Regions from separate parts of the Mus musculus genome. Here region 2 is linked to region 1. The links are chromatin contacts, called in public HiChIP or PLAC-seq maps. All regions are on one chromosome and are shown on one strand. Each heading gives the region's core, a stretch centred on a gene start, on an enhancer-like site or on the middle of the called end of the contact. The rest is flanking DNA. Distances are from core to core; before and after follow the strand shown. Region 1 has its middle 5.3 kb from the start of Gm33304. Region 2 overlaps Capzb (capping protein (actin filament) muscle Z-line, beta).

What was found. HiChIP or PLAC-seq counts read pairs in DNA pulled down with a chosen protein or histone mark.
Region 2: an H3K27ac HiChIP or PLAC-seq map of the HPC-7 cell line shows a contact between it and region 1, with 5 times the contacts expected there. The contact joins two enhancer-like sites. A contact is called at or near these places in 8 of 39 promoter capture datasets (the HPC-7 cell line, HPC-7-derived erythroid cells, cranial neural crest and 5 more), 2 of 15 datasets of contacts at CTCF or cohesin (CD8 T cells and the G1E-ER4 cell line), 35 of 484 Hi-C or Micro-C datasets (B cells, CD4 T cells, CD8 T cells and 19 more), 5 of 115 datasets of contacts at active chromatin or transcription factors (the HPC-7 cell line, bone marrow-derived macrophages, embryonic stem cells and 2 more) and 3 of 9 other capture datasets (adipose tissue, liver and pancreatic islet).

What each region holds. Positions count from the first base shown.
Region 1 is chr4:139,167,136-139,174,093 of GRCm38.p6, reverse strand. No RefSeq gene overlaps it. Among named protein-coding and RNA genes, the nearest start is that of Gm33304, 5.3 kb to the right of the region's middle. Within about 2 kb of position 4,578, at least 120 of the 459 cell types and tissues checked have an H3K27ac peak or open chromatin away from gene starts, as enhancers often do. A contact at or near this core is called in the HPC-7 cell line, where this site is marked.
Region 2 is chr4:139,218,356-139,225,313 of GRCm38.p6, reverse strand. All of the region lies in intron 1 of Capzb (capping protein (actin filament) muscle Z-line, beta), which reads right to left. Among named protein-coding and RNA genes, the nearest start is that of Capzb, 29 kb to the right of the region's middle. Within about 2 kb of position 3,308, at least 11 of the 459 cell types and tissues checked have an H3K27ac peak or open chromatin away from gene starts, as enhancers often do. A contact at or near this core is called in the HPC-7 cell line, where this site is marked.

The sequences.
Region 1 (6,958 bases), core at 3,329-5,828:
ATAACACAAATCTAAAAGGATTGCTTGTGTTCCTCCCAGTGTTTGCCTTTCTGTCTTGCACACTGTAGCTGCAGCATCTGCCTTCCTGTGGATAAAAGCAGCCTCTTGGAGGATACTTCTTCCATGGGATTCTATGACGGCCCTGGTTCATGGAGCCCTCCTTGGCCCCCAGCAAGGGTCAGAGTCTGTTCAAGTATAACAAAATGTCATGAACTGATGCCAGCCATGGTGGTGCATGCCTGCAATCCCAGCAGACCAAAGCGATCCATTTGAAATGTAAGTCAAGGATGAAGATGTAGCTGAGTGGGTAAAGCATTTGCCTAGCGTGCAAGAAGCCCTGAGTTCAATCCCCAGCACTGAGTAAAACAGGCCTAGTGCTGCAGGCCTGTCGTCCCAGCACTTGGGAGGCAGAGAGAGACTCAAGGATCGGAAGTTCAAGGTCCTCCTCTGTCCTCTGTCTTCACATGGGGTGTTGGGCCAGCCTGGGCTACATAAAACCCTGCCTCAAAGCACCAAAAAAAAAAAAAAAAAGAAAGGAAATGTCTGTGTGAATTCTAGTGAATATAGTAAGTAGATTTCTTAAGATGCTGACAGGGGAAGTACTTGGATAAGTAAAACTTACAAGCTACAGAAGAAACACCTTTCCCAGCATGCATTTGAAGTAGAAAAGTGGAAGCATGCTTATGTGAAAAGCGGGGAGAAAACTCATGAGGGTGTTCGTAACCGTGGGATGAGATTTCCAAGGATGCTTCTCTCTCTCTAGTTGCTAATCTTGCTGTAAGGCAGATAGATGACTTTGGCGACTTACAGATTTCAAATGAAATTAAGTCAGGGGTGGTGGTGCAGACCTTTAGTGCCAGCACCCAGGAGGCAGAGGCAGTGGGGATCTCTGTGAGTTCTAGGCCAGCCTGGTCTACAGAGTGAGACCTTGTCTGAAAAATAAACAGATGATAGATAGATAGATAGATAGATAGATAGATAGATAGATAGATAGATGATAGATAAATGGTAGATAGAGATAGATGGTAGATAGAGATAGATAGATAGATAGATAGATAGATAGATAGATAGATAGATAGATAGATAGATGATAGATGGTAGATAGATAGATGATAGATGGTAGATAGATAGATAGATAGATAGATAGATAGATAGATAGATAGATAGATGATAGATGATAGATGGTAGATAGATAGATAGTAGATAGATAGATGATAGATAGGAGATAGATGATAGATAGAAGATAGATGATAGATAAATGGTAGATATAGATAGATGATAGATAGATGGTAGATAGAGATAGATAGATAGATGATAGATGGTAGATAGATAGATGATAGATGGTAGATAGATAGATAGATAGATAGATAGATAGATAGATAGATAGAGGATAGATAGGAGATAGATGATAGAAGATAGATGATAGATAAATAGTAGATAGAGATAGATAGATGATAACTAGAAGATAGATAAATGATAAATAGTAGATAGATAGATGATAGATAGATGGTAGATAGATAGATAGATAGATAGATAGATAGATAGATATAAATTAAGAGCCTCTTCTCAGGAGCCTAGCTTTGCACACACAAGGCCATGGGATAGTTTCAGATCTCTAAGCAAACCCAACTGGTGAATTTCCTTTGGTACCTGCTCAAACCCTAGAGATGAACCACATCCCGTCGCCGATCCCCTCCTGTGTGTGCTTCAGCGTTCTCAGTAAGCACATGTAATTTTTAAGATGCTTAGTGTTTCTCAAGCCGGGCATAGCAGTGTGCATCTGTGATCTCAGCACGCAGGCCGTCAAAGCAAGAAGGTCATGAGTTTAGGACTAGCCTGGCCTCTGCGATGAGATCCAAGCCATTCTAGCTACATAATGTGACATTATCTGGAAAAGAAAAATACCTTACAGAAGCCGCGTTTGATCAGGCAGTGGAGAAGGGAGGGAGATAGATGGTTTTCATGTCAAATAATGCCAATGAGTCCCTTGCTGAAGTCCCCCGTGCTGAGACTGTACATATTTGATTCTCAGCTATTCCTCACAACCATGCAAGGCTGCTTTTACACAATAGTCCCAAAGAGATTCTGAAATTCAGAGGAGTTTCCAAAATTGCCCAGCCTCATGAGCCTCCAGATACAGAGACTGCTGTTCGTTCTGTTATACTGATCAGTCTCATGGGGCGATGCCAAGCCTCATAGAACAGTGCTGATCAGTCCGTCACCCTTAACATCCATGTGGTATAGAAAGACTGGCTGGCTGTGATTGGTCAGACCTGACCAGTGACTTCATGGTCTGCCAATAAGGTGAATAGGGGTAGTGACTGACTGTCCCATCGGAACCATGGAAAAACCAAAGAGGGCAGAAGGATGAGGCAGACTGAAGGAAGCCCAGCCCCTCCCTCATGGCCTCACCTCAGCAGGGTCACACCATTGCTGGCTCACACTCTGATCTCATTTTCTGAGTTAACTCAAGGAGAACACTCCTCACACACACACACACACACACACACACACACACACACACACACACACACACACCGTGCCCTGTGCGCTGTCACACTTGAACCTCCATTGTTTTTTCATCAAGATTGGAGCTGTTAGCTGCATATGTAGCAGAGGATGGCCTAGCCGGTCATCAGTGGGAGGAGAGGCCCTTGGTCCTGTTAAGGCTCTATGCCCCAGAGTAGGGGAATGCCAGGGCCAAGAAGCAGGAGTGGGTGGGTTGGAGAGCAGGGGGAGGGGGGAGGGGACACGGGATTTTCGGAGGGGAAACCAGGAAAGGGGATAACGTTTGGAATGTAAATAAAGAAAATATCTAATAAAAAACAAAAAAAGAATGGAGCTGTTTCCTTGCTTTGGGTAGAAGTCAGTTGAATTTTCTAGACACTCAGACTTGGCCTTCTCCGCGTCTCTACAGCTGTTTCTCACAGCTGCCCACCTCTTTTGAGACGCTCCAGTTTAATTCAAGTCCAAGCCTTTACCGGGATGCCTGCGTTATCTTTGGGGGTTCAGCGAAGGAGACTTTCATGCCCGACACTGATCACCGTGTGGATCACCAAGGGGGCTTGGTTCTCAAACAGTCTGTGGTCTTCACAGTCCAGCCTGGGAACTAGACAGTTGATCAGACCATTGGATGCCCTCCTGAGGGCCCCTGAGAGCCAACAAGTCTGTGTTCCAATGGTTCTGGGAGAAGGAAGGTTTCAGAGCCATGGCTTCTCCTTGGATTGAATCCAGCCTACTCGAAGCCCCTTGGGACCCAAGTTGTCTAAGTAAACATGGATTCCTTGATGGGTTTCCAAAAATCAGGAATGCTGTTTGGTCTGGACAGGCTGTGTGCCCTAAAACACCACTTACAGGATCACCGGGGCCCTGTGTAAATATTTTAGCCACAGATTTTGAGAACACGGGTTTTTAAGGGATTTCCATCCCTTCATTGCAAGTCAGGAATCTGAACCGTGTTGCTTGTTATTAGATGAAAATTAATTGTGTGTTATATCTATTGCTGACAAGTCTGGGCCTCCTAACTTGATTATAACTAATTTGGTTATAATTTGGAGGTTGTAATCCAGGACTTCCCTACGGAGGTACTGGAGTGTGGGAGGAGCCCAGTAACACACCCCTTCTTCCTGGTTGAATTGATTGACAAAGGAAAAGCAGACAGAGGAATCTAGGAAATGGAAATGAAAACACAATCCAAGGAAAGGACAGTAAGGCTGATTACAAAGAAGTGGGTTATGGGTGTCTGTCTAATTACCCAGCCCACAGTTAGCCAGGTTTAGCCATTCAAACCAAAACCATGCTGGGCAGGGGCTGACCCAGGCCTCACAAGCCAAGCCTGCTGACAGACTGAAGGCATTAGACGCGCTGTCCAAGAGAACAAAAGAAAGGAAACTCGGGGTCTGCATTCTGTGGCTGTACCAAACTACCAAGGTCATGTAAAGTATGAAGGAAAAAGGGTTATTTGGGCCCCTACTTCTAAAAGCCGAAGCGCTCAGTTCCCGCTTCTCCTCTGCTTCTGGTAAGAGCCATAAGGTGGCTCAATCCATGGTACAGCATAGAAAAGAGGAGAGGGCAAAGAAGTCAGCTAGCCTGTTCTCATGATAACTCGCTCCTGGGGGAAGTACGAGAATCCTTTCATGATGGCGGCAAGCCCCCATGACCCAGACACTTCCGTTTGGCAGGAACAAACCGCATCCAAGCAGGGGCAAGTTTAGCATCTCAGTCCCTTCTCTCCAGCCCATCAATTACGGTAGGAACTTCTCCTCCTGTGAGAATCAGTAAGAAAGAGGACCAAAGGTCTGGGGATGCAGCTAAGTTAGAAGGGTGTTTGCCCAGCATACACAAAGCCCCGGTTCCATCCATAACACTTCATAAACTAGGCATGGCGCTACACACTCAAAACCCTGGCGCTCAGGGGGTGGAGGGAGGAGGATAAGAAGTTCAAGGTCACTTCCAGCTACATAATGAATTCCAGGCCAGCCTTCGGTTACATCACACCCTGTCTCAAGCTGCCACCCTGTCTCAAGCTGCCAATCATAAAAAAGGAGGGACAAAGCAGCTAAGACGTTGCCGCCCTGGCTCTAGCCCCATGGAAACCGGAAGCTCACCACCGACAGAGGAATGGCACAGAGTACATCTTCAGTCACTCCCTCCCAGACCCCCGGTTTTGACAAAGAAAACGAAGCTGCTAAGATCAGAAAGCAGAACTTGAGTATGAAGAGGAAGTTGGCCCTGAGGCTTCGTTTCTATCTCGTAACACTCCATTTTCTAGGTAGAAAAGTAACACTGGGCATAGTGATATAGTCTCATAATCCCAGAGCTAGGCAGGCTGCTACCTTTAAAAATATAAAAATAGGGGGCTGGTGAGATGGCTCAGTGGTTAAGAACACTGACTGGTCTTCCGGAGGTCTTGAGTTTGAATCCCAACAACCACATGGTGGCTCACAACCATCCATAACGAGAGCTGATGCCCTCTTCTGGAGTGTCTGAAGACAGCTACAGTATGCTTACATATAAAAATAAATAAATCTTTGGGTCAGAGTGAGCGGAGCCTGAGTGAGCAGAGGTCCTGAGTTCAGTTCCCAGCAAACCACATAATGGCTCACAACCATCTGTAAAGCTACAGTGTACTCATCTACATAAAATAAGTAAATAAGTAAATAAATAAGTACTTTTTTAAAAAGCCCACAACTTTTCCATTTTCATCTTTTTGTCTTTTTCTGATACTGACCAAAAGCCTGTATGTGCTTTCTCTGATGGTCTAGGTTTTCCAAGTGTTCTCTGAAGACAACCTCTATGTCCATCTCTTTCTACAGCCACTTGCTCCCTTCTGTGCCTAACCTTAAAGGCCTGAGGGGCTGAAGAGATGGCTCAGTGGCTAACTGAGCATACTGCTCTTGCAGAGGACCCGAGTTCGACTCCCAGCACCCATATCAGGCAGCTCACAGCTGCCTGCAAATCTAGCTCAAGGTCCGCAACCACTGGTTCCCGCAGGCACTGGTGCTTGTAAACGTGAGCCTGCATGTAGGTACGTGTACCGCACACATGCCAGGTGCCTAGAGAGGTAAACAAAGGTATCCGATCCCCTGGAACTGGTTAGAAGCCACAGCAAGCCACAGCCTGATGTGAAACCAAAGGTTTTCTGCAAGAACAGCTGGGCATGGTGGCGTGGTGGTGGGCGTGGTGGCGTGGTGGTGGGCATGGTGACGCACGCCTTTAATCCCAGCACTTGGGAGGCAGAGGCAGGTGGATTTCTGAGTTCGAGGCCAGCCTGGTCTACAGAGTGAGTTCCAGGACAGCCAGAGCTACACAGAGAAACCCTGCCTCGAAAAACCAAAACCAAAACAAAACAAAACAAAACAAAACAAAACAAAACAAAACAAAAACAGCTGCTGCTCTTAACTACTGAGCTCTCCCTCAGCCCCAAGTAAATGGAAAATTTCAAGAATCTAAAGGAGCGGCTGGTGCGATCCTTCACTCAGCCAGTTGAGAGCATGTATCAATCTTTCTGAGGACCCAAGAGTTTGGTTCCCAGCAGCCGCATCAGGTGGTTCACAATTGCCTGTAACAACCAGCTCAGCGGGGACCTGATGCCTCTGATCTTCATGTCACCTGCACTTATGTATGCGCATACACACACAGAGACATACAGAAGCACGCACATACATGTACTTAAAAATATTTTTAAAACCACGGGTAGTAGCGCATATCTTTAATCCCATGAAATCAGGATCCTGTCTAATCACAGGCCAATGGATTTCAACCCACCCACTCTGAGACCAAGGTAACTCTCTTTTTTTTTTTTTTTTTTTAGATTTGGTTTTATTTTGCCGTGTGTTTGCCTGCATGTGTAGGAGTTCTTTCATGCTAGCCTGGTGCCCCCAGAGGTCAGAAGAGGACATGAGATCCTCTGCGATTAGACTTGCAGACAGTTGTGAGCCACCATGTGATGGGGACTGAACCTGAGTCCCCTGCGAGAGCAGCCAGCACTCTAACCACTGAGCCATCTCTCCAGGCCCCGTGGTGACTCTTTTAAGACAGGCTATGTGCAGGGACTTCGATAAGCATGCCTCCAGGTGTCCACATGAGAGGAACAGCCCAAAGGGTTGCTTGTGGCTGCAAGGATGCAGACTAAGGCTCACAGGCATGTGACGTTTATTGATCAGCAATGTTCCGAGGCGATGAGCCACACCTGACCTCATCCCGGGCCAGCAGCAGGGACCAGACCCCCTCTGAGAGCCAGCCAGCTGACAGCACCCGACTCTGTCACCTCATCAAGCTCACCAGCCACTCCAGAACACCTTCACAGCAGCCTCCAGAGAGATTCTGATGGGTTCCTCATCTGACTGGGGAGAGAGCCACGCTCATAAAAGCTTCCAGACCTCTGAAGTCATTTCCCCACTCCCACCTCCTCCCCTGTCTCTCGGGACCCTTCTTCTCTTGGCTGTGGAGGAAGAAG
Region 2 (6,958 bases), core at 2,059-4,558, 52 kb before region 1:
CTTCCTCCCACTAACAATTCTCTTCTGTCTGCCAGACCCAAGTCCAGCTTATTCCAGTTCCTTGCCACACAGCATTCTCTAAGACCCAAAGACCTGAAGCAGAGCTGTCAAACTCGTCAGCTGCCATCCCCAGCTCCACTTGTGTTCCATGCACAACAGACTTGGGACATTTGCTGGGCTTACTGTGTGCCACTTAACATGTTGCTGACAGTAGAACATGGCCCTCAGAAGTAACTGTGTATGCGTGTGAATACAAGCACATGCAGGAAGAGGTCATAGGGAAACCTCAGGTACTGGTGTCCTTTTGTTTGCCACTGCATACACCAGGTGAGCTGGCCTGTAAGCTTTTGGGGACTGTCATCTCCGTTTCCTATCCATCTCATCTCACCACAGGATTTCACATGTGTGCTACATACAGGTCCTTATGACTTGGAGGCAAGAGTACCCTACACCATCTCCCCAGCCCATTGTTTGCAAAAGAATGAGGCCCTAATATGCAGAACTTCTGTTGCAGCTCTTCCAGCTTCACTCCTGATTTTAGCCCAGACACGAAGCCCAGAAGATGAGGCCAGAGCACATTCAGGGGTAGGAGGGTGGGAGGGGGACAAGAGAATACAACAACTCTTCCCACAGCTAAAGGAAAACACACACGCATTACCGACTAGTTCAGTGGGCTGCCTAGAAAGTACTTGAGAAACACTCATTCAGGGGGCACATTAATAAAAGATACCTTTGTGATCGATGGGCATCAGAAATGGATGCTGGCAGGGATGATGTGAGACCAATCAAACATCTCTCCAGAAATCCAACCCTTGCTTTACAGTGAAAAGGTGATTCTGAGTCCAGCCTAAGACCAACTGCTCAGAATGACAACCCGGGATCTGCCACCAAGACTGTTGTAAGAGTTGGGCTTCAGCAAGCACCAAACAGATGGAGGAGGGACTCATGGGCAGCAGCTGCGTTGGCTATCTGCATCTACTCCACTGGCTTCCTCTACTGCATCCCAAAGACAGCCTACGATGCTAAAACTCACACTTTCAAGACCAGATGTGGTGGCAACACCTTCAATTCCAACACTCAGGAGAAGATCTCTGTTAGTTTCAGAGCTATAGTGAGTTCCTGCCTCAAAACAAAACAAACAAAAATCCACAACACTTTCAAAGACAATGAAATCAGAGAACAGCGGTAGAGACAAGCCGAGCTGAAAGCAACAAGTGGGTCACAGCTATGACTCCTGTGTGTCCTGCCTGCCCTGCTTGTATCTCAACCAAAGCATGCAGGGAAGGGACTCATGGCACCCTGGCACTGACCACACCAGGAGTTCATTTGCTCAGAGACCCTGCTTCCAAGTGAGGGCACATGGGGGGGGGGGCACATAGGAGCACTGCACTGACTTGAGACGCAGCTTTGCACCAGCCCAGGCTGGGGCAAAAGAGGAGTCTCAATGGTAGACAGAGAACAACAGCCTGTTGACAGGGGGAGGGTATGAAGCGGACACAGACACACACCTCACTTCACTCACTGAGCAAGTACGACTGCGGATGGCAAGGTAGCATGTCAAATGGCTGCCATCACCAAGACTATAAAACTGCAGGGACCATTTCACCAGCTCTCGGTGCCTTGGAAACAAACAAAAACAGAGGAAGCCAAAACTAAACACTTTGGCCATGGCACTGGATGGTACTTCTAAATTAGGGAAACCAACTGCTGACAGCCATACTGCTGTCCAGACTGCAAGGTTTCGTGACAGTGCACTAGCCCCTATGCCAGGCTCCCCAGCTGTGGTGGCACAGCGAGCTCTGTGCTCTTTCCTCCTAGTACCTGAGACCCGCCTAACAGATCTGCCTCCTGGGACCTGGAGCCAATCAGGATGCAAACCATTTTACCGACTAGATGAAATTCAGGCGAGATAGCTACAGAGTAGCTTTGCAACTAAGTTTCAAATTGGGAAGAAAAAACAATTTAAGGGGGTGGACACAAACCCTGTGACTCAGGAATTCAAACAGACCTATAAGAGGCTCTGACATAAAACATATTCACTTCAGCAACATTTGTAACAGCCCAAAGTAAAGGCAACCTTGATTGTATATTATGGTACAATAATATCACACACTGCAACTTGCAATTTAACAGCAAGTTTCCAGGAGACGTTAGATGATAGATGATGCTGTTGCAAAAAAATCCCAAACTATGAAAGAGGTTTTATCCATAAGGGCAATTCTGAGTGACTTATCCTTCTTCCCTGCCTCAACATGGTTCTCTGGGTAGCCCAGGCTGGCCCTGAAAATGATCCTCCTACTCCAGTTTCCCAGTGCTCGAAGTACGGGTATGTATCACCAAAAGCCTGGCAATTTCCTTTTTTATTTTTTGTATTTTCCATAAACACAAGCTTGCCCCCTAATTGTCTGTGTGGATAGATGGACGGTGTGGTCTATAAAATGTCATGCATTGCAAAAAAGAAAGGAAAAAAAAAAAGGAAAGGAAAGGAAAAGGAAAGGAAAGGAAAAGAAAAGGAAGGAAAAAAAAAAAAAAGCACCCTCCCACCCCCAAGATCCCTTTATCCACACATCCCAAAGGCTTTCTGATAAACAGAGTATGATTCAGTGGTTGGTAGAGCACTTGCTGGGCACGCACGCGGTCCTAGGTTCAACTCTCAGCTCCACAAATGCTACCACCTTTTTAAAAAGAATCTGTGTAGTCCACATGTATGAAATGACCAGACAGTGGCTTCCTGGGGCAAGGCGGGAACAGAGATGGCGAGGGAAGCATTCTAAGATTAGACTGTGGTTATGGCTATACAATTGTACAATTACTAAAAATTTACAGAACTGCATTATACAATGGATGCTGGGAATTTTTATTTGAAAGGAAGAATGAGAGAAAGAAAGAAAACAAGACCAGAAGCCCCAGGATAGAGGCAGAAATGGTGGTGGCTTTGAGGAAGGCAGCCATGGCTTAGTCTGTTGCCACAAGAACGGGGCAGGAAAACGTGGTCCGCCGGCAGGCGGCTCACCAGATCCCCAGGTCAGCTCCAACAGGCACACGGCCTGAGAGAAGGTTGGCTTTACAGGGGCTGCCAGCTTCACTGCAGAGATGAGTGGAGATGAAGGCAGTGGTGGTTCAGGGGCCTAAGTGCTATGCAAGCTCAGGCAGGACACACTGTGCACTGAAGAACTGCAAGCACTTGGCTCTCCCTCAACAGGAACTGTAAAGCCACCGCGGTGGTCAAAAGATGTGCTGTGGATGCTGTGGAAGTGCTCAAAGGAAGTGGAGGAAATGGGAGATTACAGTGTGTTCAGGGGACGCAAGGGGAGCATTATGATGTGGATGCTAACACATTACACAGAGGGCTTGGTGAGTAGAGGCTAGACAGGCTGGATATCTGCACAAATCTCTCAGGAAGTACCTGGCAATTAAGCATCAAATGCTATTAGAATGTTTTTTTCCTTCTATGCTCTACTCAAAGGTGGCGCTGGACAGAGGTTAGCTGCCCCTGCTGTGTGGACACGGAGACCAGTTTTCCAACACAAGCAGCGGCTAGGCCTTCTGCAGTGTCAACCCTCAAATGCGTATGGCATGGGTGAAGAGAGAAGTGCACTTTTAAAGCGCTAACCCTGACTGACTGAAAGCTCCTTTTCTTGGCAGGGAAGATGGTATTTTTTTCCTCCTTGTAACACATTTTGAACCCCAAGCATTTTACAGGACTTCTCAGACTCTTGAGGACCACAGCCCATCCACCAACTGCGTCTTGTCAGCCTGAGGGGCTTTATCTCCTCCAGGCACATTCTTCTGTTTGTTTGTCTGAGACAGGGTCTCTCTGTGTAGCCCTGGCTGGCCTGGAACTCATTTTGTAGAACCAGGTTGGCCTCAAACTCAGAGATCTGCCTGCTTCTGCCTCCTAAGCGCCATACATCTAGCTCAGACACACCAGAAGAGGGCGTCAGATCCCATTACAGATGGTTGTGAGCCACCATGTGGTTCCTGGGAATCGAACTCAGGACCTCTGGAAGAGCTGTTAGTGCTCTTAACCACTAAGCCATCTCTCCAGCCCAGATACATTTTGAAAAATGTGTTATAAATATTTTTCCTGCATGTATGTCTGTGTACCATCTATCTGCAGTGCCCAAGGACACCAGAAGAGGGAGCTGGGAACCAAACCTGGGTCCTCTGGAATAATAGCTAGTGCTCTTAACTGCTGAGCTCTTTCTCCAGAGTCCAGACATAAAAATCTAACACTGAATACGTGTTCCAATAAAAGTACAAACTCACTGTCCCAAATATGACAACCCCTACGCTGATGACTACAGTAGTCCCAATCCCAGCTCTCATGAGAAAGCTTTACTGTGAGCACTGACAACCTTTGCAAACTTCAATGTGAAGGAATGCATTTAAAATGTGGCCAGAATGCCAGACAAGCTTAGACCTTGTCTTTGAGTTGGCCTGGGGAAGCAGGGACCACAGGACTTTCCATGCATCTTCTTCCAAGTGTTGTGTGGACCAAGTGCCACAGCCATGTCACCTCAGTTGACAAGCACATGCCCACCAAGCCCAGGGCCAGGTCTCTGTCTGCCTATCAACAAATCTCACTCAAAACTGTCCCAGCAGCCAACACAATGCTTTGTCACATCAATGGCATCCGTAGTTCAGCAGGGTGCTTTAGAGTCTGGGTTCAATGCCCAGCTCTGACCCAAAAAACCAACCAACCAACCAGATCTAATCACCTGCTCTCTCTCTCACTCTGACCTCCACCCTGTGTTCCAAGGAATCTCCAGTGTAGCAGAAGGCAGGGCTAAGAACCAGAAGCTCCCGTACTCTACTTCCCAAGAGTTTTGGAGACAGAAATTATCATCGTGCCTCCCTCATCTTCTTTAATCCACAAAGCTCAGAGAAAAATCCCCACCCTGTCTCCCTTTTGAATCATGAGTCAAACCTGGTTCTCGTGACTGTGTGGACCAAAGGATGCTGCAGTGTCCCACCTTCCCTTGTCCATGCTAATGCCCAGTGTCCCCACTACTCTGCACATGACCCTGCCTGGTGACTTCCCAATGTGCCAACAAGCTGTCACCTGACCACCATGTTTCCTAGGGAGGCTTTGCAGCAATGGGTACTCAATGATTTCCACCAACTTTGCTATTTCGTCTTCCTCCCAGTTCTTTTGCTTTGGTCATGGACGTTCTGACCCTGGTGGCCATTTGGTCACCTGTTCCCATCTCCCACAAGACCTGGGGTGCTTATCACCATGCTCTGGCTCTGGTTGACATTTCTGGACTGGTTGCTGGCTACCTAGTCCTGGACTACCCTGGCATTCCAGGAAACAAGGGTTAAAGGCAGCAGAGGCCATGGGACGTAGAAAGAGACCACTGGCCATTGCCCCATGCTGCCTGCCTGACTGCCAGCTTCCATCTGGCTCCCATATGACCCAAGCAGCTGGCCAGGTGCTTTTCATTTGCAGATGAAACCCCGGGCGGCTCTGTGGCCACAGAAACGCCTGACCTCAGAGTCTCTTGGAGTCTGACATGCACAAACCATACTTGTGTGTCACTGAGCAGGGCTAAAAGGTCACACTCCACAGTTGGAAGCCTGAGGGCTACAAGAACAAAGTGGGACCTCTTGGACATTCTGATGACAGCCAGCAAAGAAGGCACTAGGACTGGGGCTAAGAAACAGTGACACTGCCCTTCATGCCTGTCTCAATCAAAAATTGCCTCTGTGTTGTATGCCAGCATGCTCATGGAGAAGCTAGTCTTTTCCAAATGTCCAACAGCCGCATAGTACAAAAGAGAAAAACTGGAGTCCTAAAGAAAGCATAGCTGAGCTGCTGTGAGGATGGCTCAGTGGGGAGGCCTCATGCTGCTAAGCCTGACTGACATGATTGGAGCCCCAGGACCTACAAGGTAGAAGAGTCAACTTCTATCCACTGTCCTCTGACCTCCACATGTCAGTTATGCATACACATACTTTTGTAAAAGGCACACTATACGTCCATGACTATGTCATCCCATAGGAAGAGTTGCAGATGGCATTTTCAGCTGGGCACTGCATGGGTGAGCTCATTCAACCTGTCTAAGTTATAAAAGATCTTGTAGCAGCACTTCCATCTCAAAGGTGAGGTGGAGCCGGGCGTGGTGGCACACACCTTTAATCCCAGCACTTGGGAGGCAGAGGCAGGCGGATTTCTGAGTTCGAGGTCAGCCTGGTCTACAGAGTGAGTTCCTGGACAGCCAGGGCTATACAGAGAAACCCTGTCTCAAAACACCCCCCAAAAAATTCAAAGGTGAGGTGGCTGTGATCCTAAAAACTTGCCAAACTATATACAGTTAGGACTTGGGGGGCTGGGATGGACACTCAACCCAGAATTACATTAACTACCCTGCCCTACTATCTGCAACTGTTCTTTAGTAAAAGCAGTATACACACACAAACAGAGAGAGAGAGAGAGAGAAACACCTTACAATACATGCCTTGCCCAGGCTGTGGCTTGAGGCAGGGTTAATCTTTGTGGTACACTGCTAAGTCTGTAACTTCTCTACAACTGTAACAGCAGGGCGTGACCATGACATTCATCTTTTGAGTCCTTAACAAGCATGCAGCTCTGCCACTGGCATTCAGGCCAGTTGGTCATGAGGCCAGGGCAGGTCTGCTAAGACTCCCATATTACTTAACTCAGTTCCTCCCCTTGAGCACACAGTGGGAAGCCACGGCTGAACCTCAGTGGCCCAGGAGGATTAGGGGCAGATGGGCACACTGGTGTGGCTCCTGGGACACCGTTCACCATGGCATCCTTTCCAGGGAGTCCCAAATATGAGTCTTTACAACAGATACCACCTCTGGGTCCAGCCCAGGAGATACTGAAAATACAGTGTGTCAAAGGGACAGAGGTTGGGGACCTGCTTGGAGTCACAAGGCCTGTCAAAGCCTGAACCCATGAGATTCAAATGAGGCTTGCCCAACACCCAGG